Linked DNA regions of Zea mays: all the other regions are linked to region 1. The links are chromatin contacts, called in public Hi-C maps. All regions are on one chromosome and are shown on one strand. The core of a region is the stretch at or near the end of the contact, and the rest is flanking DNA. Distances in the headings are between cores, read along the strand shown. Region 1 holds the start of LOC100101546. Region 2 holds the start of LOC100283469 (CHY1). Region 3 holds the start of LOC541645 (chitin synthase homolog 1).

Region 1 (5,005 bases), core at 697-3,196:
AGCAAACTAGTTAGTCCAATTATTTGTGTTGGGCATTCAACCACCAAAATCATTTATAGGAAAAGGTTAAACCCTATTTCCCTTTTAGGGGGCATCACACGAAGTAGGCCCTTTTCGACGCTTCTTCGGCGCTAGAGTTAGCCCCGATCGAGCCGTGGCTCAAATCGTCCTCGAGCAAGTCGAGGATGGACATCGGCTGGCGATCGATGACTGCCACCGTAGTCGAGGACGTGGCTTCCACCACCTTTGTCTCGGTGTGTCTATTGAGGCGCCGCCTTAGGGCGGCGATGTGCCTTTTCAGGCGTTGCTCCTTCGCCTTGCTCCTGGTGGAACATGTGGGTTGCGTGCCCATGGTGCTGCCACGTTGGGGATGACGAGGCTGAGTTCGCCGGTGGTGGTGGTGAAGAAGTCGAGGGTGCCGAAGGTGATGTGGCTTCCTGGAGCGAAGGTCTCGCCTCCAGCAAATGCTGATGACTGGGCCATCAAAGTGGAAGGCGTCACTTAGTACACTAGCTCCCCTACCTGGCGTTAACTGTCATTGTTTCGAAAACTAGGGGACAATGAGATTTGTGTTTGGTGGGGGATGCTAGCGCGGACTCACTCCGAATGGTGATTCGCTCGGATTTAATGAGAGATCAGAGACACGGGGGTTATATTGGTTCAGGCTGAAGCCCTAGTCCAGTGTAGTGTTGATCGTAGTATTGCTTTGAGCATGTAACAACTTGTGTGCTTGTGTGTCTGGAAAGGAGGGTGCCCTCTCCTTTTATATCTCAAGGGTAGGACCTTTCAGAGGAGGTCTGTTCTCTACAGGCATGAGGGCCATCCACCCCTTGGTTTGACGTAGTGCTCAGCGTATCATCTTGCTTGTTTGTCGTACGAGTCCCTGTAGCGAGTCCTCTGCTGACATCTTTCGTAGTGGTGCGTGGTGGTCCATTGCCCTACGGTGCGGCCATGCGTAGCGAGGCTTTCACCCGTCGTCACGGACCTGTGTCACCTACTGGCATGCGTAGGCATACACCGGTATGGGGTATTCGTTACATCTTTTCCGGCATGTGGGTCAATGTAGAGACTCTGATGATAAGATCCCTTCGACCGGGGTTGGCTGGCCCTACTCGCCAGTGGGGGTTTGTGTGGGACAGTACTTGGCGAGGTGCCGTCTGACGTCTGTCGGGGACCTTTCGATGCCGTACCCAAGCCCCGAGCGTAGTCTTGGTGCCGACCTATCTTTTCTTGCTGACGTGGGCTCGCATCATTGGGCTGGCCTTTCTCTTACGCTAGTCAGACTGGCGCGGGATCCGGTTGCTCGCGCCTCATGGCGGGGTTGCTCGTCGTGGACTTGGTCGTTCGTTCCGCCTCTCAAGGTTGTTCGGCAGGGATTTGGTCGCCCGCTCCGTCTCGCAAGGTTGCTCGGTAGGGACTTGGTTGTCCGTTACGCCTCGCGAGGCTGCTCGGCAGGGACTTAGTCGTCCGCTACGCCTCGCTCGACAGGGGCTTCATCGTCCGTTTCGCCTCGCAAGGTTGATCGGTAGGGACTTAGTCGTCCGCTCCGCCTCACAAGGTTGCTCGTAAGTGATTTGAGCTGTTTTCAAGAGTCTTATTGGGCTTTCTTTGGACACTCTGTTCCTAAGTGTCCAAAATTATTGATAGTTATATATATATATCTAGTTAAAATTAAAACATCTAGTTTTTTTAATAAAATGTGAAGGACACTATTTAGGATAGAGAAAGTAAAGATCTGGCTCGTTGAAAAATATGGAGGGAACTTTTTTTCTTTCGTTTTGGACTGATGGAGTATTTTCGTTTCACAAGGTACCATATGTCATTTTTTTTCGGTTACATGTTCCGACACTTGAGCCAACATGTCACGCAGTCACTTTGACCTTCCCTGCGCTGCGCCGACCCCCAAACTCTCGAACCCCCCAAAACCCAAGCCCCTGCGACCCCGAGATACCAAAGCCAGCAGAAGAAGGGATGCAGCAGCCGATGCACATGCAGCCACAGGCGCCGGCGATAACCCCAGCTGCCGGAATCAGCACGGAGCAGATCCAAAAGGTTCCTCTTTGCTCCCTCACTTCCCCCTCGCAGTTGTGATAGGGTTCGCATCCCTGCTTCGTGTGGGGTTTTCTTGGGCGCCATTTCGGTCAAAGATTGGATCATCTTGCCAGTCCAATCTAATGCATTCATCCGTATGAGCTGGGATCGATTACTGATGTATCGGATTAGTGGATTAGTATGTTTCTTTCTAGATTTCTTGGTAGATTTGACAAGCGTCACCTGAAGCTGGTGTAGGAGTTCTGTTGATCTATTGGATATTTGGTATGATGTTATGATCCTGCTCTCAGACATGGATTATTTTTTTAAACTATCAGACATGAATCCTGATGCTTCGTTGATAATATATTTGTCTTCTTATGGTGGCGGTGCACCAAATATTTTACCACACGAAGGATATGACCATTTATGTATAGGAGCACAACATTTCAATGTATCATTTATTTTGGGTAATGGGACTTGAGTCCTTTCTTGTAGCATGGCCTTATGTCACATTGCTTCGAACAAAAGGAAACTGATGTTTTCCATATGTGCTTTGTGGTGTTGACCTCACGCTGACACTCTTCACTTCGTAACCTGCAATCCTTCTCTGTGTGTACATTCCCTTCTCTTGATGGCATAATTTTTTTGTTGTTGTGATGGAAGATGCCGTGGCTCATATGGAGAATCAGCGGCATATTTATGGATTACAAACACACACTCGGGACATGAGTTTATGATTGACATACCTTCCAAGTTATAGCTGGAACTAGCAGTAGTAATTTTTTTTACCCAGTTATGGGAATGCCTCAATATGTTTTCATTGGAGATGTAATGTTATCTTTCTTATTTTTAATCTTCAACTTGTTGCTCAGTTAAAAAGAAAAAGTGACAGCTTTGCTAATTTGTTCTTTGGTCTCTCATATATTGATTTCGTGCTTATTGTCTGTTTTTTTTTCTGAATTTTGTACTTAAGTTTTCTAGTAACTAATATTAATTTTGTTAGTTGTAGACTGCCAATGCATATAATGCTTATAAATAGGCGCTGAAGAATGTTTATCTTTGTTTTACTTACATAATTCCAAACTATTGTAGCCAAGTTGGTTCTTTCTAGAAAAACATAGAGTGAAATACGGGCCTTATCTGTTTCAACATAGCAATGACCCCATGTTTATGTAGCCCACTGGACCGAAACATTCGCAGTTCAAGAATACAGTTCTAGACAGACTCTAACTGATCTTTGATACTTTACATCTAACACCAGACCAGCTATGCTTGTATTGTTCTTTATATGCTCATTCAATTGATTTATAAATATCTTGTGATAATCTAGATTTTCCATGTATTCTCACAGGACTACCTTGTCTTCTATATTGCAATTTTATGACTTACTATCAATGTTTATTAATTTATATGGCACATTTGGCTTTCTATTCCAGGTTAATCAGTTTTATGTTTGATCTGTTGCACATTTGTAACTTTTCTGATTGATCCTGTTTTTTTCCCTGCAGTATCTGGATGAGAATAAGCAGCTTATTTTGGCTATTTTGGAAAATCAGAACCTAGGAAAATTGGCAGAATGTGCTCAGTATGTATCTGGTTAAACCTTTCTCTTTTGTTTTTCTATTTGATATGACCATTAAAGAGCTAAATTTTGAGGCTTCTTGTTTTAGACATGTCTTCGTTTTGTTGTTAGCTTCCCTTGATCTTTAGTTAGTTCCAAACATCTCTTGTTACTAACTTGTCATCTAAGAATGAGGTAGCAATAGCATGTGTAATGACTTTGTTGTGTCATGTAAATATGTAACAGAATAAGCTACTAGAAACTCAAAACTGTAGCGACATTTTTGATATTTTGGTCTGTAAGTTTCTTATCTACAATGGTTTTGCTTGATACTTACTGGTTACTGTTTTGCCTAGCAAAAAACTTGCTTTGCAGGACAACCTTATTCCACCCAAATTTTCTTGCGAATGTGGGCATACAATAAATCTGTTTTGCTGCACAGACAAGTTTAGTCTCTCACATTGTTCCATCTGAGAAAAGCTCCTCTGCCTAATTGATGATCTGCTGAATGAATATTCCCTGCCAAACTGACTCCTTTCCAGATCAAGCTACGTGAGCCATGAGTCAGACCCCTTATTTGGAATAAAGTTGCCCTCTTTTCACCCTATTCGCCTAAGACAGGTGGCACATATTGAATTATGGCTATCAACCCCTATTGGTCAATGACGTCCCATCTGGCTATAATGTCTGCCTTGGTGTAAACAATGTTGTAGATGTAGCCACGCGATGGTGTCATGGATGTCTCTATTTCTGTGTTTTGCATGGCCTCTATCTCTACCTACCTGCCGAAACCCCCCCCCCCCCCCCCCCCCCCATTACCTATGTTGAGGGATTGAGGGCGAAAAGGGGAGATATTGAAGGATAGAGTGAGGCAGCGGCTGCATCCTATCTTGTGCATATGGGATTAGGGCAAGGAAGGGATGAATGCAATGTGGGTTTGTGTCTTCAGTGGGATGGATGCTACATGAGTTGAGTATTGGCAGTGATTCAATTGAATTTGCTATGTCGCCTAGGTGTCCAAAAATCGCCTTGGTACTTTGGTAGTAATAAGGTGAAAATCACCATGGCTCACCTTACGCTTTGAGAGCACTGAAAGTGCATACACTTGAATTCTATTTTTATAATTATACAATATTTAACTACATATCCCAATGTTTCCAAATCATGCTATAGAGTATAGTAGCTGGGAGATTTCTTAATTGCGTTGGCTGCTATTGTGGGTTCGAGGCAGCCTCTCTGCATTTGTGGGGGAAGGCTTGCCTTGATTTATTCCTTCCCCAAACCCCACCCATGTGGGAGCCTTCAGCACTGGGTCTGCCCTGCTGCTCTCCCAAAGTGGTGAGGTTTTGTCCACCGGTGGCAGGTGGTCTTTGTCAATCCAGCTACCTCCCAAATCTCTGCAACGACAGC
Region 2 (5,005 bases), core at 1,112-3,611, 450 kb after region 1:
TGGGGTTGGCACGTTGCGGGGAAACGACATCCGTCGTTGTCTCAGGTGCGAGGAGAACGCCCGACATGTCCCCCGCTGGGGTGTCGGCGTCGTCGACTCGCCCTTGACCGACAGCAGGCGTGGTGCCGCCTCCTGCCTGGCCACAGTTGCCCCGTCTCCTCCTCCTGCGGCGAGGAGGGTGGTGGGGCAAACCCAGATGCTGCTCTTCCGCCACGGGGGGAAGACGTCGTCGAGTTCGCCGCCGCCGGGCGAGCTGATGACCGTCGTTGTTGTCGTGCTGCTAGGGGAGGAGTACCATGTCGTAGCTGCCGTCGCAGGACATGAACTCGAGACTCCGGAAGCGGAGCACCGTCCCGGGCTGAAGAGGTTGCTGAAGACTACCCATCTGGAACTCAACGGGAAGGTGTTCGTTAACACACAGTAGGCCCCTACCTGGCGCGCCAACTGTCGGCATTTCGGACCCCGGGGGACCCTCAACCAAGCCGACCAGTGAATTTATCGCTGCGTGCCCCTGCCCAGATGGGTTGGCGCAAGATGGAACACAAGGGGGAATGCGGCTTGTATTATCTCGCACCGGGGGTGCTCGTAGTAGGGGTTACAAGCGTCGCGCGCGAGAGAGAGCCTGTTTGTTTGCTCGTTCCCGCGCGACCACCCCGCAGGAAGGCCCTGGACCTCCCTTTTATAGATGCAAGGAGAGGGTCTAGGTGTACAATGGGGGGTGTAGCTATGCGCTAACGTGTCTGGCAGAGAAGTGCCTGAGCCCTGTGTACATGCCAACGTGGCTGTCGGAGAAGTGCTTGAGCCCTGTGTACGCGATAACGTGGCCGTCGGAGATGTGCCTGAGCCCTGTAGAAGCACAGCTGGCGGTGCAGCTGGGATCCTGCTGACGTTTCCTTGCTTCCGTAGGGGGCTGAGAACCACCGACGTCATGGACGCACGCGGGAAACCATCATTACCTGTTATCGGGGTGAACCAGATGGGACGGCGGTCTTGTTCCCTCGTAGCCTGAGCTAGCTAGGGGTAGGGTAATGATGTATTCCCTGTGGCGCGGTCGGTCCGAGCCCAAGGTCGGGCGAGGCGGAGACTTCTCCTGAGGCCGAGGCCGGGGTCGGGCGAGGACGCGATTCCTCCCGAGGCCGAGGCTGAGTCCTGGGGTCGGGCGAGGCGGAGACCTCCTCCAGAGGTCGAGGCCTAAGGTCGGGCAAGGCGGAGCTTCCTGTTGCGCCCGAGGCTGAACTCGGCTGTTGTCAGTCTTACCCTGGTGGTTGGCACAGCAGTCGGAGCGGGGTGAGCGGCACTGTTTTCCTGTCAGATCGGTCAGTGAAAGGGCGAAGTGACTGCGGTCACTTCGACCTTGCCGACTGAGGCGCGCGTGTCAGGATAAGGTGTCAGGCGATCCCCGCATTAAATGTGCATGCGATACGGTCGGTTGGTAAGGCGTTTTGGCCAAGGTTGCTTCACAACGAAGCCTGCCCGAGCTGGGCTTCGGGCGAGCCGAGAGTGCGCCCACTGCCTGAGGAGGCCCTCGGGCGAGGCGTGAATTCGTCTGGGACTACGGTTCCAGCCCGCGGCTGGGCTCGGGTGAGGTCGCGTCTCTTGGGTAGACAAAGCCTTGATTTAAACCGCGCCCATCAGTTTTTATGGTTTGTTCCGCGGGTGTTTATCAGCTGTGTTTAGGAGTGTTGGGGGTACCCCTAATTACGGTACCCGACAATTTTAGAAATAAAAAATTATAAATACAGATTCCAAATATGATAAATAGCATAGAAATTTCGACTTCTTCATCGTACATGGAAAAAATTGAGCAGACAAGTAGAAAAGGCAAGAGACAATTTGGCCATCAACCACCTGTTATCTAGTTTTAGATGGGATGGGCAGCTAACAACTAATGGCTTTGTTAGCTGCCGTCGTAAACCTCTCAGCTAATGCTGCAAACTATTAGTTTGAGGTGTAAAATATGGGCCTAAGTATTGGAGATGTTTGGTTTATGGAAACTAATATTTAGTCTTTTTATTTTAATCTAACTTTTGTCCCGAAAATTAAAACTCTATTTAGTTTCCGTATTTGATTATTTAAGGACTAAAATTAAATAAAATGGTGGAATTAAAAATTAGTCTCTACAAACTAACCCCTATTTGCACTGCTGTAGCTGCAATTTGACAATTTAGGTTATTCTATAGAGATAAAAACACTGTATAAGTCATAGAAGCTGGTAATAAAGCCAAGCATACAGACTCCAGCGGGGCAGCGACTAGCCGACTAGTAACAGGATAATAAATTAATTGCAGTACCTGCCGGAGTGACGTTCGAGCATTGAAGGCTATAAATACAATGGAAAGCATGAGCCAAGCCACCAGTTCCGCAGAATAAACGAGCGTGCAAGCGCTGCTGGGCTGGTGTCAGTCACCTGAGCAAGGAAGAGAGATGGCCACGCTGCCTCGCGAGGGCGCCGCGGCGGCGGACTCCGACCAGGTTCGTTGAAATGCTTCGGTTTTTTGTCTCGCTCTACTCTAAAATCTATCCTAATTTACACCGACCCCTCTCAGTAAACGTGAATTGAGACATAGCTAGAGATTGGAGCACAGCCAAACATGCCCAAACGCTGGAGCTTTTACCTGCTGCCTAATGTGTGGAACTAGTAGTTCAGGAAAAGGCCTGCCTGTCAAGAACTCAACTCTACACCTCGTTTGGCATCTGGCTTGTGGAGGCAAGTTAACGCTCATGATATGAGATCGATGGCGCAAGATCGTAATTAACTTAACCAGATCAGTCCAGCCATTTGAAATGTTTCGGTTTGAACAGCTAATAGTTAGGTTAACCTCAGTCCTAAACTGAAACCCCCAAAAAAAGTCCTTTCCTTGAATCTACCAAAGACAATCCCTACTAACTACTTTTAGAATAGATGCATGGATCCATCCAACTACTTCATTCAGGACTTGGATTCATCGAGAGAGAAAAAAAAACACAAAGTGCAGCCATAAAAAAACACACGAGGTAATGTGAAGGAGGCCAATTTGTGGAAGGAGAGGATGCGACAAGCGGTGATTCGTGAAAGGAGCAGGAGGAGTACGCGCGCGGCTCCATGGTCCATGTCCATGCCCCCCTCCCTGCGCAGATCCTTCCGCTGCACCTCGCCCTCCGGTCTCCTCTTATGGCTGAAAGAAACAAAAGAACGAATAGATATTGTGCATTGATCGGTAGTTGTGGGTAATTTTAACTAACTAACTACACTAAATTTGAGTTGAGTTGCTCCACCAAAATAGTGAATCTGATCATTAGAGCTACCAATTTGATCTTGATTGAACCTGGATTTCGTGGGATTTCCTAACTTTTCGTGGATTGAAGTTATTTTTGCTGAATCTGACACCGATGGAGCTATCCAAAACGGGTTCTACAGAAGGAGAATCTGAGTGTGATGTGAGCGAAGTAGTAAGGTCATCCATAAAAATTGAGATCGACTGTACCAACAGCAACGGGCCGTGTGATACGTGTTTGGTTCAAGGAATCATTCCATCTAATATTAGGTGGTGCATCATAAATTAATTCCTTAAATTTAGTGATATGATCCTAATCTTTATGTTAGTACTAAATATGGGGAATGAGGTGGTACAAATTAAATAAAAAAGGTAAGGAATGAGAAAATGATGGACTAATTTATTACTCAAACCAAACACCCTATTAGACGGCAGGTCAGGCAAATAAACTTTGGTCCAGGTTTGGAGGTGCCCTGGCGTGGGCTGGATTGTATGGGTGACGTGAATGAGGCCTCATTCTTGGATGATACATGTGCTTCGAAGTGAGCCCTTTGTTTAAAAATCCTGCTACGATGACTATAGTAACAGAGATTCCATAATTCCGAAGTGAGCCCCAGTGTTAGTTTATTTTCGTGAGCCTTATGGAATCTGTTACTTGTGAATTGTGATTATGATCCACCGGTCTGTTTAAACAACGACTCAGTCATATCTAGTGTCTTCGTATGCTCTTGTCGTCTGTGTCATTTCTGCATTCCGCAATACTCCCTCGGTTCAAAATTTCAAGTCATTTTGATCTTCTACGGGATAGTTTGACAACCCCATTTTCTCAAGTAAAATTAGTTCATTAACCCTTGGGAAAATGGAAATTAAAATGGAGTTGCCAAACTAGCTCTAAATATATAGTTTTTCGTTACATATCTGGATATAACATAATATCAGTAGGACCAATGTACCTATAAAAGGCAAAACAATTTACAATTTGGAATACAGGGAACAGACAGTTTTGCTTTGCTCAACTCGTTGCCACAACTTCTTGATGGTTATTTACACTCCTCTATTTTGTCAGCTTTTGGTAGAAGCACATGGCTCTACACGAACGCTGATTTTGAATAGGCCAAAGCAGCTCAATGCACTCTCCTCTGAAATGGTACGTTAAAGAGTTCACAGCAACCAAATTTACTGTTATGCTGACTGTTCTCTCATGTTATGTTGATTGTTCCTTCATGTTGCAGATTAAAGGTCTCCTATGGTATTTCACAGCTTTTGAGAAAGATGATGGAGTCAGATTGTTGATTATGAAGGTACATGAGTTGTTCAACCATTCCTCTGTTCCAATTTGAAGTGTGTGATTCTCATTGAGCTTATGAGGTAGCAGCAATGATATTTGTTGAGCTATGGTTGTGGAAAGGTATACGGGAATGTAACTTCTTGCAAACTATAGAATTCATGTATCTTCACTTCTTAGAGCACCTCTGCACTTGCTACACAGCTTACTTTAACTTTCTGTTTTTTTCCCATCAGTTTAGATTGTTTTCCATTTCCTTCTACTAGCTCTACTTGATCAATATGATCATCATTATCACATATCACTTCTCTGCTTTGATGCCTTCTATTGACATTATTGTTCGTTTGCATTGAATTGTCACTTGTTTTTAGGGGAATAGAAGAGTATTTTGCTCTGGAGGTGATATTGCTCAATGTGCCCGGTGTTTATATAATGGTAATTGTAGATTTACCTTGCCTCTGCAGCA
Region 3 (5,005 bases), core at 1,434-3,933, 380 kb before region 1:
AGTAAAAATCCGCATGCGATCTACCAATCATGCTTGTGGGTGCAATTTTAAACCACACTTGAATCTGTTGGGTTTTGGATCACCCCCATGTTTTTATTCAACTTTTAAACATAATTAAGCTATAAACAATTAAGTACCAGTAATAATTGAATTATATCTACAACTTTTAAGCCTTCTCACGTTGAACATCAACAAAATATTTCATGAATCATTAGCCAAGTTACTTATTCAAAATAATTACTATCGTATCTTGATCATCTTTGCGCAAAATAAAGAAGAAACCAAATTTCGAGTCGGGTGTAGGTCATCCGCGGATTGAAACAGAAACACACACACATGAAACTTCGGGTCGGGTGCGGCTACACCGCGGATCAAAATCTTCACCTGTACCCGCACACGTCAGGCCGGGGTACCCGTCGGGTTTCGAGTTTGCATATCAAATTTGTCATCCCTAGCTTTCTTAACGAGCTCTTTGGATCCCAGTAAATAAAACTTTTTATATCAATTAAATTCCAAGAAATGAATTAATTAGAATCGAATCACCTATAAAGTGATTCAATTCCATAATTCATGTTTGGTTGTACATGGAATTTATTTTCTAGAATTGAAATATAATTGATGTTTGTATACTTTATGTATGGAATCAATCTATTAACTTGTTAACAACCTGAGAGCACTAACTTATTATCAACCCGTGAGAGCAGTACTCTGCATCACGTGCATCCTAGTAAATTGGACAATCAATTCTAAATCCAACAAGTTTAAACATTCTAGAATTAATCCACCATCCTTATCAAATCCACAAGTTTAACCAAATCTAGATTTAGTCCAACATTTTAGAATTAATCGAACAGACTAGTTCAACAAAGTCACACAATTAACAAAACCACTAGGAACTTGGGTAGTAGCATACACCAAGACAATTTCTATCAATACAAGAGTTTAACACGACTTGAGAAGAAAAAACTAACTAGGAGCAACATTATTGCTATCCTTTTTTTGACTAGTTCATAAGCCACCTCTTCCTTCTTTCCAAATAGAGGGTCATCATAACTCAAACTTACGTGCATAGGAGATGAGGATGTCATAGAGGTCAAGGGGTATATTCATCGAGTTCTTCAATCTCTTGTAGTATAACGAGAAATTTAGCTTAAGAGGGTCCATTTAGGCCATCATCTTTCAATACCATAGTATGTCTAGCTTCTCATGCTATAGTAGAATCTGATAAATCAATTATGCGTTGTTAGGAGAGAAGGGGACATGCACATAGGCATCGATGGTGGTGTCACCATAATCCTGCACGCCACCAGCGTACCAACCTAAGTACAAACACACACACACATGTCGCACTCGAACATGCACTCGACACAACACAACACAACACAACGTTGTCACTACAGGACAAATCCAGCACTCCCCGAAGCAGAAAGACCGCGACCCAAAGCAAGCTCAAGCTCCCCTCTTCGGTCTCCACCGCTCGCCAACCTAGAGATATACCTCCCTTCCTACCAAAGCTTTGTCTCTAGAAGACTTCGTTGGCTCTTCCCTCGACGCTAGTGGTTGTCAGTGGTGATGGCTGGCTAGCGGGGGTGGTGGTGTTGCTGGAATGTCCACCGCGATGGTGACTGCCGCCCGCCTTCGCATGCCACTGCCAAACGGAGCCCACTACTCGGCCTTCTCGAGCCGACACCTCTTTGATTGCCACCGCCACTAACAAGCGACCACACGTTTGGTGCCCCATGGATGCCTTGTCCCACCCTGTTGTCGTCATCGACAACGACACCACGGTTGCTCATGAGTTGGAAGTGAAAAGGATTCTACAACTTTTTTGGTGTTAGGGTAAGAATTAGTGGCATGCTAAAATAATGGAGAGTGAAAATAAGATCGAATCAAAGTTATTGATAAGTGTTTCGGTCCAAAAAAACAAATGGGCTGTAAATAGATTTGATTTTTTTTTGAAAAACATTGAAATTTTTAAATCCTTAAACCAAACACGCAAGTAGTTGGCCTGACCAATCTAACTGTGGAGAGATTCTGAATATCGTGAAAATTACGTTTGGAGGAAGATAAAAAAGTCTATAGAGTTTATGATTTTGAAAGTGACAGTTTACTACTATCGCAACAAGTCGGTCGATTATATATTCACATTGATTTTAGACAGTTTTGGCTAAAGTGATTCTTATAGAAGTTAGACTCTCTTTAGTTTGAGGTGATTAAAATTTAATGACTAGACTTTAGTCACTTTTAGTCTTAAAAAAATAAATAGTGACTAAAGTAAGGTGACTAAACTTGGGTTAGAGCATGTACAACCTAGACACTGCTGCACGGTACTCCAAGTATAAGGCACAAATAAAACACAACATAATACAGTGGTCATGTCTAAAACATGTGTCTTACCATATTCATTGTAACAATCAGAACATTCAATAAATTAAAGTGATCAATCAGCTAGTCTCCTGTCTCAAACATAGAGCTAAAACACTGTGTCTTCGTCAAGATACATGTCTTGAGTTTTTTACATTCATCCACTAGACACACTCTGAGACACAATTTAAGACACCCAACCTTACACAGCCAAATCGCACAAGCGAGCTGGTGGCACCAATGCAGCCGTTCCAACTTCCTTCCAAATTCCAACGAGAGTCCAGTCTACCAGCCTCCAACACTGAGGACAAAGCGAAAAGAAAAAGGGGAAAAGGGGCTGGTGCGCAAAACCCTAGCACAGTCGCATCCATCATGGCGATGTCCATCTTCGGCGGCTGCGTCGGCGGCGACTCCGGTGCGCTCATCGCGCCGTCCGCGTCCTCGCTCCGCCCGCCGTTCCGTCTTGTCGCTGGTCCCAAGGTTCGGACTCCTGCTCGGCTGCTCCCCGTCCCATAAACCCTAGCATTTATTTAGTTTATCCTGCGTGTTTGAGGTGGAATTAGTACGAGTATGCGGCTTTCGATTGGCTCGGGAGGCCCAGTTTTCTGCGGGGAGATGCTCCGGTAGGCTGCTGGAAGTCCGCCGTGCGGTTGTTACTCTTCGGCGTTTGTGCATGCCTCTGAAGGTCCGATGGGTGGGTGAGGCTGCCTCGTGTCAGTCTGACGAATGTGCGAAGTGCATTTTTATGTTGATTGGTAGGCTAAATGTTCAAGTGCATCTTAGGAACTGGGAATGGAGGAATTAATTTGACAAGACAAAATAGAGATTTAGTGCCCACATTGGTGTGAGGTAGGCCCATGGAACACTTGCATTTCTGGAAAACGTTAAGGCCCTCTTTGAGTTTGCTTGCCCCAAACGTTTATTAGCCCCAAATGTTGAAGCCCCAAGCAAAATAATAAATGTTTAAGGCAAGCAAAATAATGACCTGTTGCGACCTTTCACTTCAAGCCGTCTGTCTGTTTTCGTTTGGTTCGTCCGGGGTTTGCCATGGGAAGTCGGAGCCACCGGCTGCTTTTCAATCTAGCTTGGAAGCGATGACTCATGGCAGTTATGTGTGCTCTTACGCGTCGTGTTGGTGGGTTAGCCCTTCGTGTGTTCAGTGTTTGCTCCACGTTGGGCTACCTTCTTGTATTTGTTAGATTTTGGGCCCGGTTTTTCCTTAAAACAGGGTTAATTCCATTCTTAATTGAGAGGCGGACCATTACGTTCAAAAAAAGGTTTGCCAAACCCTACCGGAGGGGAGAAGCTCTTTTTTTTTGTACTAGGTTGGTGAAGCCACCTAAATGTGGCTGCTCCAGATTCTGTCTTCTTAGATTAGTTGTTTGCAAAGAAGCCCGACCAAACATGGCCTAAGGATTACCTGTACTTTTAGATCTGCATTTTTCCTAGATTTGACATTTTATTATTTTGCTTGCCCCAACATTCTTGGGATGTACGTTTTTTGGATTCTAAATATCTGGGTTGATATGTAAGCATCATGTCATAGAAAAGAGGTGTCGTGTACTGATTGTCCTACCATGAATAAGTGCCCTGTATTTGATTTTTAGGTGAAAGGATCTTCTCGTCATGTTTTTATGTGTTGGCTTATATGTGCAGCTTTTGTATCCCATTTGATGGTTCTGCCCAAACTCAAAGTCAACCACTTTGTCTCCTTTCGTATTGGTCTTCTCCATAGCAATCAGTTATCAGTATATGTGATGTGTAGGCTAATTGCTAATGTATTGTAAAAAAATATAGAGTTTAGTCTGACAAAGTACCTGTAATTTTAAATTGGCAGTGGTTTGATTCCTATATTTCACATGGGTTCCCTAAGCTTGTGAGGTCGGTGTGTTTGTTATAGTGCTAGCAATATTAGCCTTGCTTAATAATACCAGACTGTCTGATTTCCATGTCTAGGTTTGCTTGGTACTGGCCGATTTTTGGGCTGTTCTTTATTTTCCTTCCCTTTGTTCTGCCTCCATCTCCTATAGTATGGTTATCTCGTTTCATACTTTGCAAATATCAGTATTACTGACACTATCCAAACCGGATGATTCCTTCTTTTCTTTCATTGACATGTTTTTCATAGTACAGTACTACATGGTAGATCTAGAGGGTATGTTGTTGGATAGGTAGTTAGAAAAGAGGAAAATCTGTATGTATAATATTGTGTATCATGTTCCTTTCAATTTCTTTGATATAAACCTCAAGTTAAGCATCGTTTGTTTTCAGTGCTGAAATGAGAAATTGCAACATGAGAGTAGACTGGCTTTGTCATTAAGATTTATAAGAGAACTGAGGCTAACTTTGTGCATATATGATGCATTCACTCGATCAAATGTGGTTTGTTTCCGCCCTGTAGTTATGTTATCATTGCTCTATTAGGTGTCTTTCTGTTCATTCATTCGATCAAATGTGGTTTGTTTCATGTGCATATTTCTTCAGTTTACAGAAGGCCTGAATGTATGCTTACTCATGCAATAACTCAACATACATGTGTGTGTATTTAAACAACTAAGCTAGTGTGGTTGTGCCACTCGCTGAACTGTTACAGTATACGGATCTGACGTTATTCAAATTACTGCAAGTCTCAGTATGGTGA

Evidence for each region. A called contact is a pair of places that touch in the nucleus more often than the background predicts.
Region 2: a contact with region 1 is called in a Hi-C map of tassel, with 2.3 times the contacts expected there. The contact joins the promoter of LOC100283469 here to the promoter of LOC100101546 in region 1. A contact is called at or near these places in 3 of 25 Hi-C or Micro-C datasets (ear, leaf and tassel).
Region 3: a Hi-C map of ear shows a contact between it and region 1, with 2.5 times the contacts expected there. The contact joins the promoter of LOC541645 here to the promoter of LOC100101546 in region 1. A contact is called at or near these places in 2 of 25 Hi-C or Micro-C datasets (ear and tassel).

What each region holds. Positions count from the first base shown.
Region 1 is chr10:19,222,110-19,227,114 of Zm-B73-REFERENCE-NAM-5.0, forward strand. LOC100101546 reads left to right here and starts at 1,947. Exons shown (of 4, transcript NM_001112562.2): 1 at 1,947-2,052; 2 at 3,543-3,619. The coding sequence starts at 1,972.
Region 2 is chr10:19,676,498-19,681,502 of Zm-B73-REFERENCE-NAM-5.0, forward strand. It overlaps LOC100283469 (CHY1), which reads left to right and starts at 2,362. Exons shown (of 14, transcript NM_001371940.1): 1 at 2,362-2,472; 2 at 4,321-4,401; 3 at 4,487-4,555; 4 at 4,911-4,974. The coding sequence starts at 2,425.
Region 3 is chr10:18,839,879-18,844,883 of Zm-B73-REFERENCE-NAM-5.0, forward strand. LOC541645 (chitin synthase homolog 1) reads left to right here and starts at 2,684. Exons shown (of 2, transcript NM_001111400.2): 1 at 2,684-2,844. The coding sequence starts at 2,737.